Linked DNA regions of Anas platyrhynchos: region 1 is linked to region 2. A link is a contact called in public Hi-C data. All regions are on one chromosome and are shown on one strand. The core of a region is the stretch at or near the end of the contact, and the rest is flanking DNA. Distances in the headings are between cores, read along the strand shown.

Region 1 (6,995 bases), core at 24-2,523, 190 kb before region 2:
CTATGAGAGATGAACACCCCTTGGAAGTAATGTTGCAAACTGAGAGAGTGGGACATGCCGTTAGCTTCCAGCAATGTCCCAATGCAGAAGACTAAAGCTGCAGTCACTGTAAAGCTTCTCGACCGTGTCAGCTCCAGGGGTCCGACATCTAAAATTCCACAGGAACCCTCGATGCTCTGAGACCAAGTTTCTGAAAAATAAAAATAAAATCAGGACATGCATTCGGGATCAAATTTTTGAGAGCTCATTTTTCAAGTGCATGGATAAATTAAGTTTTGGAGTTCCAGTGGTATTTTACATAAAGCTCACTAATTCATTCCACATATTAAGCCAGCTGTGGGAGTTGAGATCTTAGGAAATAAGGCACTTGGAAAGCATCTACGTTGTTACGCTACCTTGGCTAGTATATTTCGAAATTGCACGGATTTTTCACTGTCATGTTTAAAAACCTTCTCTGTGAAAGAGAAGGCCTCTGGAGGTCCACAACGCGGGCCTCTGAAGCGGGACGGGAGGCAGCATCTCCCTGCCCGCCCCAAGAACCTGGAGGTTGCCTCATGGCAGCTTTGGCTGCTCCTTGTACCCGTCACGCAGGTACGTGCCGGTTCGCATGTTCTACGTGGGGTGTGCGAGGCTCAGGACCAGAGGTGCTCGCGCTGGGGCGGCGTTGCACAAGCACCAAGGCCCTGGGGCTTTACGTGGTTTGGGGAGGCTTCTTCAGGAAGGCTTCGCCCTACAAAAGCACAAAACCCCCGCTGACATCTGCAGGCCGAGAAGAAGCGGGGACAGCTGTGGTGTTGCTATGAGCAGAGACAACCCATTAATTACCACACACACTCCTCTTCAGGGGGACTAAAGCAGCATGAAGGTGCTTTAACACCGGTGGAAAGGCTGCTGACGGAGGGCTCGCTGCCTTTCTCCCTGCCTCCCTCCCTCAGCACCACGACCCCCGAGCCCCTCGGAGCCCCCTCGGAGCCCCCTGGGCGCCTCCCCCCCGCCGCCACCGGGCGGCGCCCGGCCCCGCTCGGCGGCTGCCACGTCGAGGCCGCCTCCCCGTGCTGAGGAGGAGGAGGAGGAAGGAGAAAGAAGAGAAGAGGAGGAGGAGGAGGAGGAGGAGGGGGCGGAGATGGCGGCGGGGCGCTGACGTTGCGGGGAGGAGGAGGAGGAAGGAGGAGGAAGAGGAGGAGACCCGGCTGCCTCCGGGGCAGAGGCTGCCGCGTCCCGCGGAGGCTCCGCGTCCCCCTTTTCCTCCTTCTTTCCTTCCTTCCCTCCCCACTCCTCGCCCCTCAGCGGGCAGGCGGCGGCCGCGATGCGCTCGGCGTGAGCGCCCGCCTCGGCTCCGTGTTACCCCCCCCCCTCCCTCCTTCCCCTCCCTCCCTCCACGTCTCCGTGCCCGTGAGGGGCGGCGATGGCCGCGGGCAGCTGGCAGCAGGCGGCGGCCCAGCAGGCCGAGGAGACGGCGGCCCGGGTGCGGGAGGCGCTGGCGGGAGGCCTGGGCTTGCTGCGAGCCGAGCTGGGCCTGGAGCTGGGCCTGGACCCGCACGGCCTCCCCACCTGGCTGGCCCTGGGGCTGCCGGCCGCGCTGGGGCTGGGGCTGCTGGGGCTGCTGCTGGCCCTGGTGTGCGGCAGCGGCCTCCGCAGGAAGGCAGCGGGCGGCCGGGCTGAGAGGAAAGGCGACGAGGCGGCGGCCCTGACAGGCAGCGGTGGTGGTGGCGGTGGTAGTGGTGGTGCTGGGGGGCCGGGCAAGGCGGCGGGGCAGCTGGGGCTGAAAGGAGACGAGCAGAAGAAGAGGAGCAAGAAGAAGCTGCCCGAGAAAGCGGCGAGGGTGAGAGGGGGAGCCGGGGAGTTGGGGAGGGTGAGGGCTGAGGGGGGGGGGTGCAGGCGGGGGGTGTCTGCTGGGATCCTCTCGGCTGCCAGAGGGGGGTTGGAACACCAAAGAAACAGCATTTAGGTGAAAATGAGGCTTTTTTTCCTCCTGGAGAAGGAAGAGAGGTCTCCCTGCTTCTCCCTGCTTCTTTTCATGAAGCTGTGGGTTATGTCTGCACACCGTACTGTTGCATTTTTACTCTCAATATTGTCTTTTTACTGCCAGTCAAAACCTTACCAGATCAGGAACTGGTAGCAGAGACCTTACCGTGGTTCAGCTTCTCAAGGCAGGAGTCTCAGCCCAGGCAGGTACAGGCGGTTCGAAGCCTCGTAAAGGCTGCGATGATTCAAACTTGAGTAAGGCTTGCTGCTGCGCCTTTTCGGCAGGACACGTTAACACCAGGCGTGTGGTGAATTTGCCTCCCTAGGAACACGCCTGGGTTGTTACAGTAAGGATCATCTCCTTTAATAAGGAAATCTGTCTCTCAGCAGCCCCTTCAAAACAGACCGTGGCTGTCTTTTGTTTTAATCCTCGGTCTGTGATGTAGGAATCGTGTGTCTTTGACAGTGTTTTCATGAGAAAATCAATTGAATGCAGAAATTATCAGCTGTCCTTTTCAAGCTTCCATTATCATAGTTTTGGGACTTGAAGGGATTGCTTCAATAGCTTTTATGTTGTTGGTATGTTTGTAATCCTATTTACGTCCAAATGGATTATAGGAATGAAAGTGCAGCAGATGTCCCCTGCCTTTTACAACTATGTCTTTTAATTATATAGTGCGAAATTTAATATGAATTGTTTGCCTAATGACCAGAAAAAGGAGGTACAGAAAGGGGTTGTACCTTCGTTTGGTTCTGTGGCAATACTGAGACTTGAGAAGTTTTGTTTAAGATATTTTAGCCTTCTCTCCATTAAAAAATACAAAAGTCTGTATATAGCACCAAACTGTCTTTGAGCAGTGAACTCCTGAAACTCAGTGGAGCTGATTCTGCAAGTTGCAGTAGGCTAATAACTAGGCACCAAGAAGAGGAAGCACTGTGATTCAGAATTTTTCAAATGTTGCTAGGTCTCCATTTTGAAGAAGACACGTTAAAGATGCAGTGTTTTGTTGCTGTCCAGAAAGGGACATCCTCCAAGGCCTAATAGATCTGTTATGCTTTCTAGAAAACAGGCTAATCCCAGAAATAATCCAGATTTTTTCATATTTTATTTAAACTCCAGGATAAAAACAAAACACAAACTCTTGCAAGTCATCTTTGGAGACACTGAAAAATGCCTGAACAGAAGAGAGAGTGAAGAAATAGATACATTATTGACAACGTTCTGCAATGTAGGGCTTTATAAAAGCAAGCTTTGTGTTGTGTATAAACTTAACTAGCTGACATTTTCAGTGAATATAAATACTTGTATTGTTTCCAGCTTGGTTTACTCAGGCACAAAATAGCAGAAGTGAAGGCTATGGAAAAGCAAATAGTTTCATAGTCAAAAAAGAGTAAAAGAGTTTTTCAGCTGTCAAGATATCATTCTGTATTCTTAAGATTTGGAAAGTTATTTTCGTATTACTTTGTATCCATTATTTCAATGCAGAGATAAGATTAAAAAAAAAAAAAAACTTTACAGGAAAGAAAATGAAAAAACTGAATCATTAACTACAGTGCAAATAAGTTTGTATCAGCAGTGAAGTTAAATAGGCCTGCCTCGTGCTCGTTATCCAACATAAGTTCACAGGGACCTGTATTAGCACATTCCAAGATTTTCTGACTTGTTTCACCATGAAAAACATTTAAAATCACATTGGAAATTGAGAGAAGCAGCAAAAAGTCCTACCGAAGGCTGTGTAGTGGTTTCATCTTGTATTTTTGTACGCTCGTGCTAATAATGAGGTCTGTGAGGGAAAAAGAGTAAGCCTATTATCAGTAGATTTACCAGAGGGTTTGCTATGCCAGGGTCTAGATTTCCATTACAGGCATTACAGAAAGCTTAGAGCAACTGGTCTGGAGCATTAAAAAGCACACTGCAGATGTCTAATTAAAAGCCGTAGGGTTACTTTAATGTAGGGTTACTGAGCTCATTGTGGGGCGGGTGATGTACGCTCTCATCAGTCAGGATCAGAAATGTTCTCCACTGTACCAAGAGTATTATTGCTTTGTTTCTTGTCTTTGGGTTTATTTGGTTCCTTCGTAAGTACGGTACAATTTAACTGAGGTTTTTAGTACGATGTGGAGTTGAGTAGCAGGGAGTTGCCTGGATGCTGTAGTATCTGTGGTGTTCTGTTTATTGACTTGCTGTGGGTAGACTGAGATCAAATGAATGATTTAGCGTTCATGAGCACTAAGTTCAGAGAGCCAGTCCTGGCTTCCTCCAGCAGCTTGGAGCAAGGTAGCGTCATGGTAGCCTCACTTCAGATTCTCTCTGTAGATGTGCAGTAAACCTCAAGCCCTCTTTCCTTAGCTCCTGGCAGGGGAGAGAGCGCTTTGTCTTCCATCTCAGAGCTCTTTAGCCCCTATTAAGATTTTTTTCCTTTCCAAAAATCTCTTGATCTTTGATTTTAGTTCCTTTCCCTTATGAATAATTCCTGCGCCTCTCTTCTGCTTTTTAAATCTTCAGAAGAAAAAGGTGAAACTAATCTTAACATGGTTTCTGTACAATCTGGAAAACATCATCGAAACTTAAGAGTAAAATTCTTCTGTATTCAGCTACAGCTTATAGAAAGCCATTCATCCCTCTATTTATAGATGCAGAAAATACCAACCTGACAATATATTTCCTATTGTTTGAAGTACCCCCGACCAGTATAGGCCACGCACTGAAGTTTAATTTTGGTACAAGCTTTGGCATTCATTTGAGAACGTGTCTTACTTGGCCTCCTCCTTCAAAGAACTTTTCAGGCTATGCTTATTATGCTTAGAAATAGACTGCATAAAGACTTTTTCATACTTCTAACTGATACTCACGTGTTGTACCTGTCAAACTGCAGCAGTTAGAAGGCTGTAGGCTTGTCCAGGGCTTGCAGAGAAAATTGCTTAGTTTCTGTCTTAAGAAAAGCTTGCAGAAAATAGTAGTAAATGGATTCTTTCATTGGCCAAAAAAAAATGTAAGTAGGTGTAGCTTTGTAATGTGTAACCAAGGACTTTGGCTAATATGGCCTTGTAAAAATGTTTGATAGCAATTTCATTACTGCTTTTTGCAATGTGAAACTGAGGTATCCGTAGCATTGTACTGTATTTAAAGAACAATAAGTTTCATTTCAGCACTTAATGTCAGCACAACCTCTATTCTGCTTCTGGATTACCTTAACTCCCTCAAAGAGGAATGTGTGTGGAAAAAGGGTTGTTTAAACATTGGAGTTTTAAGATCAGGCAAGTCCAGGAGTGTGTTCAGAAATGAATATTGTTATTGACAGCAGTATTTCTGCTGTCACATCTTCCCTATTTCTGTTAGGACAAAGGGAAAAAAAAAAAAAAAGATGGCATATAATAACTTGCCCAATCTGAGTGGTTTAATACCATTGGTGGAAGTTTAGTATATTACTGCAAAGTTTTAAACTTTGTCTTTTTAGCTGTAGTTGTCTTTTAAAAGAAACACTTCTCAGTACTCTGGAAAAGCTTTTTTCTTTCCCGCTTCTGTTGCTATCTTCGTTATACCCAAAAATGGTCACATGAATTTTGGTTAAAGTCTGTGATTCATCTGCGGGTAGAAATCAAATGTGGAAAGCTTCCACCAAAGAGGCAAATATTGCAAATATTCAGGGAGAAATGTATGACGGTTCAGGCTTTTAACCTGATTTCTAATGGTCATGGTCTACACGATCAGATGATCAGACAGTGTTTTAAGCAGTCATGTGGATGAATTTTTCCAGAGGGTTCTTAATGGGTATGAATTAGTTTATTACTTAAGAGAAACGGATGAAGGTTTTACAAATTCCATGTGTTAAACGTTTTGTGTTGAAATTTTGAGAGGGATAAAGACTGCTGTTCAAACTTCAGGTATATATGTTATACCAAAGAAGCAAAGCAATGTATAGAATTAAAAGAAGTTAGCTGGCTGTTAACATTTCTGACAAAGTCCGATAGCAATACTAGAATACTGCAGCAGATCTGTTATTTAGACTTACCAGTAAATAACGTAGAGATTCTTTTTCTACCTTACAATCTTAAAGATCATGGGTTTTAAAACGACGTTGCACCACTAACAACGTAGCTGTCTGTATGGCATCTGGAAAAATAGGTCTGAGAACTGATTTTTGGCGGCGGGTTATTGTCAAGATTGAACATCAGATCTTTGGTGTCCCTGTGGAGTCTTGCACTGTGAGCTCTGTTGAGAGGAACTTCTGGACAGGGTTTGGCGAGACAGATCTATAAGACGATTTTTCAGAAAGCCAAGGGAAGGAGTGTAGCATGCTAGATATAAAAGGTCTAGTTCAAAGCCAGCTGTTGCAGGAGGAGAGGGGTTAGGTGATCTGATCTTTCAATTTCTATTAATAGCTACAAATAACAAGTTGGCATGCTAGCTAACTACAGTAAGCAATACTATGCTACACACTGGTGCCAGGGGTGCTCTGTAAGCATAATATAAAATGGCAAGAAAAAATTCCCTTCCCAGTTAAGCAGAGGAGCTGGTATTCATTACTTAGGTCACACCAAGTTTGTAATGTAGCCTTTTGCTTCAGAGCAATCAGGTTGGTTTAATGTGAACTTAAGGTAGCTCATGTTTTTTAATAAACAGAATAACTAAGAACAATGTATCTGGTGGTTTAAACTTTATTTAACTAGATGTCTTGTACAGGAAATACATTTGACCCAGACATAAAAGCAAATATGAAGTAGAGTGGTTACTTATGCTTAACACCCTAAATTAGAGTGAAAATTAAATACCTGAATCATTATGAATAACAAGAAGCTTGTTGTGTGGACCTAGTATCAATTAATACCTGTGGCAGTTGCATTTCTCTCAGTGAGAGTAATTGCTAACAGCAGTATAAAACTTCAGGTAGCTTAATCCTGTTCAACACAACAACTTCACTCTTCATCTTTTGGGAACATTAAAGAAATTATTGTATATTTGCATTGGGAATGTGCAAGCTGAGGCATATGCCTCTGCTGTCAAAGTGACAATAAGACTTAGGACTGTC
Region 2 (7,212 bases), core at 1,110-3,609:
AGCAGTGGTCTTAGGCACACGTCCCATTAAGTTGCTTCCCAGCCACTGAAAGAAACCTCATTTACAGTGACAGGTAAGCTCCCAAGGTTTAACAGTGAACGGAGCTATATGCAAATGTAAGGAAGAGCAACTAAGTTCTAAGAACCTAGGACTCTATAAACAGAATACTAGGCAGAAGAAATTGAGAATGAAGCCCAATGGAAGTTACAACAAAGCTACATCACACCTGCGTGTTACATACTAGTGAGTAGCAGTGCTTGGAGAACGAAGGAACCACTGATACACACCCGTCTGGGTCATTATACAGCAGCAGACACGTACCTGGGTCAATGATGGCCAGCGTGCACACTCTGTAGTATTTGCCACAGGCTGTACCCAACTCAATGTTGTTGCCGCTGTAATGGTGGACACCGGTCTTTGCGAGCATAGCGTAGTACTCAATCTCTGATTTTCTGAGATTCAAAAACTTGGTATTAAAGCACTGACAAACAATTCTGATCAGCCATAATACACCAGAAGCAGGGCTAACTCCAACTGCACTTAAACCCTACAGTTTTCCTTCCCTCCCAGAAAAAATCATCTTCTTGAAAGCAAATGTAACAGTGCCCTATGTTAATTCTGCATCTACACTTTCTTTAACCTGTCAGATACTCCTTAATGACAAAAAAAGGCCCCAAAAATTCAACAAGGAACATGTCAGGAGATGGAAACCACTAAAGACTTTGTTCTCAAAAGAATTATTTCTACGGCCAGGAGCTTAAAGTTGTAACTTAACTTTGACAGCATTTTTTTTATGCTTCAAATATATTTTAAATCAGTGTCAACTACCAGTTTTTCCTACCTGTAAAATTATTTCCCAATATATTACTTTGAAAAAGCAGGGACTGGGTCACACTACACTTTCAGTGAACGCTATCACGGTGTGAAAAAACTTACAGTATATTCTCTAATGTGAACTCTTGGTATTAGAAACCTAAAAAACAACTGGGAAGAATTTTACTGCGTCCAGACCTGAAATTTGTATACACCAAACAACCCACCATGTTTAATTCATAGCAGCAAGGAACAGGCCAACAAGCTACTCTGTATTACCAATTCACATGAAGCACATGCTGTATTTATACAAAGCACTTGCCTTAGTTTAAAAAAAGTAATAATTCACACATCTGCTTACCTCAAAGCTGGGCAGTTGTTGGCGAGGATGACCAGCTTGGCTTTGCCCTGCCGGATCATTTTCAGAGTCTGTTTGTAGCCTAGCACATATTTACCACTTTTCATAACCAGCTGAAGCCTAGAGTTTATGGACTCCAGGGACTTTTTCTAAAGAAAAAAAAAAAGCACAAAGCTTTATCATATGCTACTTTGCCTTTCACAAAACGACATAAGACTTAAGGTGAAGAAATTTTAACTACCAGCAATCTTTTCATTATATATTATTTGGAACGTGGAATAAAGAGCCAGCACAGTATATGATTGTGGGTAAGAAGGATGCTTGCCCAACTTTATCAAAGTACCTCTTACCAGTTACACAGGAAGAAAGCATTACTGGTGCTGCCTACGTTAATCAACTGCATCGTGGTGTAAGCAACGTGCCTTTGCAAAGCTCAGCCAAGTTGAATCGATATCCATACCACCTCCACCCTGCAAAGCTGAGCTAGGCTCGGCGTGTGGCACTTCCCAGGGCACGTGTTGACAGCATTGAGCAGACAGGCAAAGCCAAGCAACCGCATGCTAAACGAGCAGCCCCCCCAACAGGAGAACGTGGTGCTCATGCAACAGCGAATGCCACCACCTATGAAGAAACCCGCATTTGCTAGAATAGACTTGAAATCATAGAAAAAAGATAGCAGAAACACAAAGTTTGAGCTCCACAGCCCTACCACCCACACCAGGACCACAGCACCAGCTCCCCTTTCCTCCCCATAGCACAGGGGCCCTGTGAGCAACCTGGGATGCCCTGGGAGGGGGGGGGGGGAACCGAGCCTACAAGAACCGGCCTCAGGCCGTGCCCCCAAGAGGCCCCCAAAGTCCCCTCAGAACCCCCCCGAGTCCCCTCAGAGGCCCGGCCGCCGCCTCACGCGGCCACGCGGCGGCCGGCCGCCACTCACCGTCTTCTTGGCGGCCACCATGTCGCTGGCTGGCGTCGGCTGGGGGGGGAACTGGAACACACAGAGGCCGACCGGGGGTCGGGTTAGCGCCCGTTAGCGGCCCCCCGAGCCCCCCCGCGCCGCCCGGCCCCGGCCCCACTCACCGCTGAGGCGCCGCCAAGATGGCCGCCGAGAGCCAAAGGAAGGAGCCGCGGCACGCGCCGCCTCTCCCCGCCGCGCCAACTCTCGCGAGAGGCGCGAACGCCCGACAGCCCCGCCCCGGCCCCGCCCGACGGCTGTCAATCATCCCCCCGCGCGGCTCCCATTGGCTTAGAGCGGTCAGGGGGCGGGGAGAGGGGGAGGGGACGTGAGGGGGATACTCTGGGAAATGGCGGCCGCGCCTCAGCGGCCCGTGGTGGAGGTTCTGCACGCTCGCTCTCCTCATCGTGTCCCTCATCCCCAGCGCCTTACGGTGCCCTGTGCTTTACGGAGCGATTTTAAACGCCTCTGTTTTTACCCTCGCAGTCTCCGGGAGGCTTCATGCGCCGCTCAAGGAGGCACAGTGCAGAGGAGAGGCCCAGGCGGCCTGCGTTTCCCTGTGAGGAAGGGGAAGGGACAGTGTGGGCTTTGGAAACAACTCTTTGAAAATACCTTTCTGAGCACGCACTACTGGAGAATACAGCTGGGATGTGAGAAAGTTACAGCTGTCACAGCGTTGTCTGTAGGTTCGTGCCCAGTACAACCTACCAATAAGCACACAGAGTCAGAATCCACACAAAGGTCTTTTACTTAAAAGCTTTGGGACTACAGCAGGTCCCGTGGCGCTGCCTGGCATGGGATGATCGTAGAATCATAGAATCATTAGGGTTGGAAAAGACCTCCAAGATCATCTGGTCCAACCATCACCCTACCACCAATGTCACCCACTGAACCATGTCCCCAAGCACCACGTCCAACCTCTCCTTGACACCCCCAAGGGACAGTGACTCCATGATAGATTATCACCCCACAGATTTCCTTCTTCCTTACATTTCAAATACCAGCAAGCCACCGCGCACTGTAGCACCAAAAATATTTAAACAAGGCCATCAGTTTTATAAGATGTTCCAGAGTAGCATAGAAAGTGGGGAGAAGCAGGCAGCATGGGTTCAGGTGATGCCTGCCTGGACACTGTGGGGACTGAGGGAGCTGGGGTGTTATTTTGGGGTGTTCCCTTGTGAAACCCTGCAGCAGCTGAGAGGCCCAGTCTGTCACAGAGGGCTGGCCCAGGACGCTCAGGGATGAGCCCAAGTCTCTGTACTCTCCACAGCACTTTGTCTAGGAGCAGATGCTTTCTCTGTCCAGTCTGACACCTTCCATACCAATGCTCACTGCATTTCAACAGCACCCTAAGGACTGATGGTATACCGGAGAAGGCATCCACCATCACGGATCTTTGGCACCTCTGCATGCCCAACCCATCTCTGATGCAGAGGTGATACTGGCTATGCTACCTCTAAATCTACAGATCAGCTGAATCATGCCTCGTCCACATTCAACCCTCTTCAAAATTATACCGTTCGCTGATAGGAACATCAGGACAGGGAAGTCTGCTTGCAGTACAGTAGCTCTTCTGCTGGTATGACTTCATACACCTAGGACATACTGCATCATGTTCGTCTCAACGTATGTTTTATGGTGAAATTACAAAACTAGCATAAAATCATTTATAGATTTGCCTAGGTTGGCATAAGCATGGGAGAGCACTGTATTTGTTGGCTTTTGGAAGTTTGATGCCTTTGTCAATGTGGGTTATGTAGCAACATACTGAAAAGCAAAGCCAAAACATACTGGAATCAGTTACAGTAGGATGCTTATGTGAATATACTTTATTTTGATTAAGAAAGGAATTAATTTCTGGAAATATATTGAATGCTTTTCTACTGGCATGAATGCCTTCACACAAGTTTTTTTTTTTTTTTTTGGTATATAGTCACACAGCTTATCAAATATTTACAAAAATAAAACCTTTTCAGTGGGAAGCAGCCTTTGGTCAAAATGCACACCATCATCCCAATCCTGTGTAGAAACTAGGTGACAACTTCAATTTTTAGCAGACCAGTTTAAGAACCTAGATAAAAATCCAACCTGCTAACATTAAGATGAAAATGAAATAAAGGTATATAAGGGGAAAAAATCACCAAATTCAGCTGACCTTAAATTTAACAACAGAAACTCAAATATTGGTCTACCACTAGTTGAAAAGTCCTATGGGAATAATTACTAGATTAAGCACATATAAATAGTATATGTACTATTTAAGTCATAATAAAAAAAATACATTTTGATGGCTTCCCGTAATCCAATTTCACTTTTTGAAACAAGTTCATTTTTAGCCCTTTACAGAGCATAATTAAACTAATCTTGAAGCATATTTCTAACTTTTATTTGGCAGCTGTGTCTCATTCTTTTCTTGTTCCTCTAATTCTTTGTGTCCCAACACTCAGGTGCACTGCTGTTATTCCTACAGCCTAGTTGTACCTTCTCTTAATTCTTTAAATTTTTACCTAGTTGTCTGTGGTCATCTCAAATATTCTTCTTGCAATTTGAAATTACTCACAAGTGACTGTAAAACTCAGTGGGCCTAGTGAATTCCTCAGTGCAGTTGTTTGAGTATGCCAAGTCTTAATGGTATCTTGCAAAATCTGGGAGTCCTGCACAGCTCCTGAAGAGGGAGCTGTTTGTAAGGGTACTCTCTGCAACCTCAGCTCAAATAAGGAGAAAACGTAGTACTTCCCTTAAAAGCTTGTAAACTAGTTCTTTCCAGTGATATGTTTTTACAGAAAACAAACAAAGAAATGCCTTTCTGAAAGAACTTTCTGTCAGAAACCAGTCACTGGGACCCAAACTGTGACACTAATTCTGGATATGGGGGGAAATAGAGTCAGAAATAGGCCTTTGCACTTGTCCCTCACACCCCAAATCTCCCTTCTGTGGTCATACAGGCATCTTCTGAGAGTCTGTGGTTCATAAAATGTCTCTCATAAAGGCAAAGGGCTGTCTCAAGTCAGATGAAGTCAACACTAGTAGTAAGAGAAGGCTTTGGCCCCTTGAAAATTCCTTAAACAATATTACATGGCCACTAAAAATCAGTCAGCAGCTTGAGTGCATGTGCGTTTACGCTGCACTGTTCCGGAATCAAAGCATGGGGAGGGCACTGAGGCTGCATTTGGCACACAGGCCAAGTGCTGTTCCCTCTGCAAGGGTGCTGTGCTTCCCTCCATGATTAGGCCATGTTACAGCAGAAATAAAAGAAGGTGACAGAAGTAGCAGATGCCACCATTTCCAACAACAACAACAACAAGTTTCAAGGTGAAGAGAACCAGGGAGCAGCTGCCAATGTCAGGAAAAACATCATTACTTCTCCCATCAAGGTCTTCCTGCCCTAAAGGAGCCATCACAGAGACATCCATCCCTCCTGCTTGCCCCAGTGGCCAAGCTGGGCCAGAAAGATCAACTTCTTCAGGGGTGAAGCTGGTCTTTTTTTATGGTGAGGGTGACAGAGCACTGCAATATGCTGCCCAGGGGGGTTGTGGAGTCTCCTTCTCTGGAGACTTTGTAAACCTGCCTGGATGTGTTCCTGTGTGACCTGATGTAGGTGTTCCTGCTCCAGCAGGAGGATTGGACAAGATGATCTTTCAAGGTCCCTTCCAATCCCTAATTCTCTGTGATTCTGTGGTTCTGTGAGGTCTCTCACCACCTTCCTCTTGTGTGTATGTAATCAGGTTCTGTAAGAAGACACCAGTTAAAGGTATTTGGAGGCATAAATTAGGAGCATGAAAGACATAGGAGAGAAGTTGCTGGTGGAACACTGGCATAGCTAAAAAAATGAAGAGGAGCTTCATCATTCGTGACCTGGAGGAAAATGCAACAAACTCAGCATGTGAGAAATCCTAAGTGATCTAGAAGATGAAAAATGTGCAAGATCATTAAAACAAAACAAACAAAAAAAAAACACAACTAATTTCCTTTGAGTCTGGACACGCGATCACAAATTACTGAGTCATGGCGGGATTGACAGTCTAATTGTCCTGCTTTGGCTGGGATCATAATTTCATAATACATCAGCTTCAGTAGAGATGGCAGCTAAAGGAGTTCCCACCCTGAGCCTTTTTTTTTTTTTTCCAGAGTTGTTTTTTACTTGAGCCAGTGATTCATTTCATAATGCCATCTCAGCTGTACTGACACAGGCCATGGGATGACAGGTCCTGCTGTGGGTGGGAATGAGCTGGGACCTGGGGAGGAGAGAGGCAAAAGGCAAGGCAAGAAGCTCCTTAGGCTGCATCACCGACGGCCAAAACTATGGCATAAGCAGAATGTGTACAGGCTTGAGGAAAGCCAGGCAAGTAAACAGCTTTTGCTTCACAGTGGGGGCTGGCTAGGATCATGGATGTGGTCTCTTGCAAGTTCAGCTGCAAGCAGTAGGTACTGACTGTACTCTGCAAAGGCACATGCATTTCTGCAGAGAAATCCCAAAGCAACTTTCTCCCCACGCTGTAGAACTTCAGACATTGTCCCTTCAAATGCAACAGTAATAACACCATCGTTGGCTTACTAACAGAGGAGTCTCCCTCCCTGATCACCTAAAAATTACATGTAATCCTATGACAGTAAGAAGAAAAGAAAAGTGCACTAATTATGTATGCTATTGCAGACGATGTATGATCAAGTGGGAGGAAGTAATGGAAAGAACTTACGTGAATGAAGAAAGATAGATACTGAAGTCTGAAAAACAAGTGGTACAAGGATACTATTTGGCATAGCCTGGGATGGATCATTCTGTTAAATCCTCTGAACTCTGTTTTTTATAAAGCTGAACCGGCAGTGCTGCTGATCTTTAGAGAAAGCGTGCATCTCCCTAACAGCCTGGGACTCGTGTGGCCTCTGCAGACATTCAGCACTGAAGGACTGAAGCTGTACCCCTGCTTGCCCCCGTTCCCTGCACTTGAGCTGGGAATGGGTAGAGCTCACAACTTACTGCTTGTCAGAGCTGCTGGGTGACTGATGGGATCGACCTTTTACCAGCAAAGAACTTGGAAATTTTGTGTGATGCAATTTAGGGGTGGGCTTTGAAGTCATAACCTCT

What was found. Hi-C and Micro-C count contacts between places; a contact is called where the count stands out from the background.
Region 1: a contact with region 2 is called in a Hi-C map of subcutaneous adipose tissue, with 2.6 times the contacts expected there. The contact joins the promoter of MTDH here to the promoter of RPL30 in region 2. A contact is called at or near these places in 6 of 8 Hi-C or Micro-C datasets (F1 follicle, liver, skeletal muscle and 2 more).

What each region holds. Positions count from the first base shown.
Region 1 is chr2:23,160,062-23,167,056 of IASCAAS_PekinDuck_T2T, reverse strand. MTDH (metadherin) reads left to right here and starts at 1,273. Exons shown (of 12, transcript XM_038174335.2): 1 at 1,273-1,822. The coding sequence starts at 1,406.
Region 2 is chr2:22,970,128-22,977,339 of IASCAAS_PekinDuck_T2T, reverse strand. RPL30 (ribosomal protein L30) reads right to left here and starts at 2,359. Exons shown (of 5, transcript XM_027452502.3): 1 at 2,252-2,359; 2 at 2,109-2,159; 3 at 1,175-1,320; 4 at 322-452. The coding sequence starts at 2,129.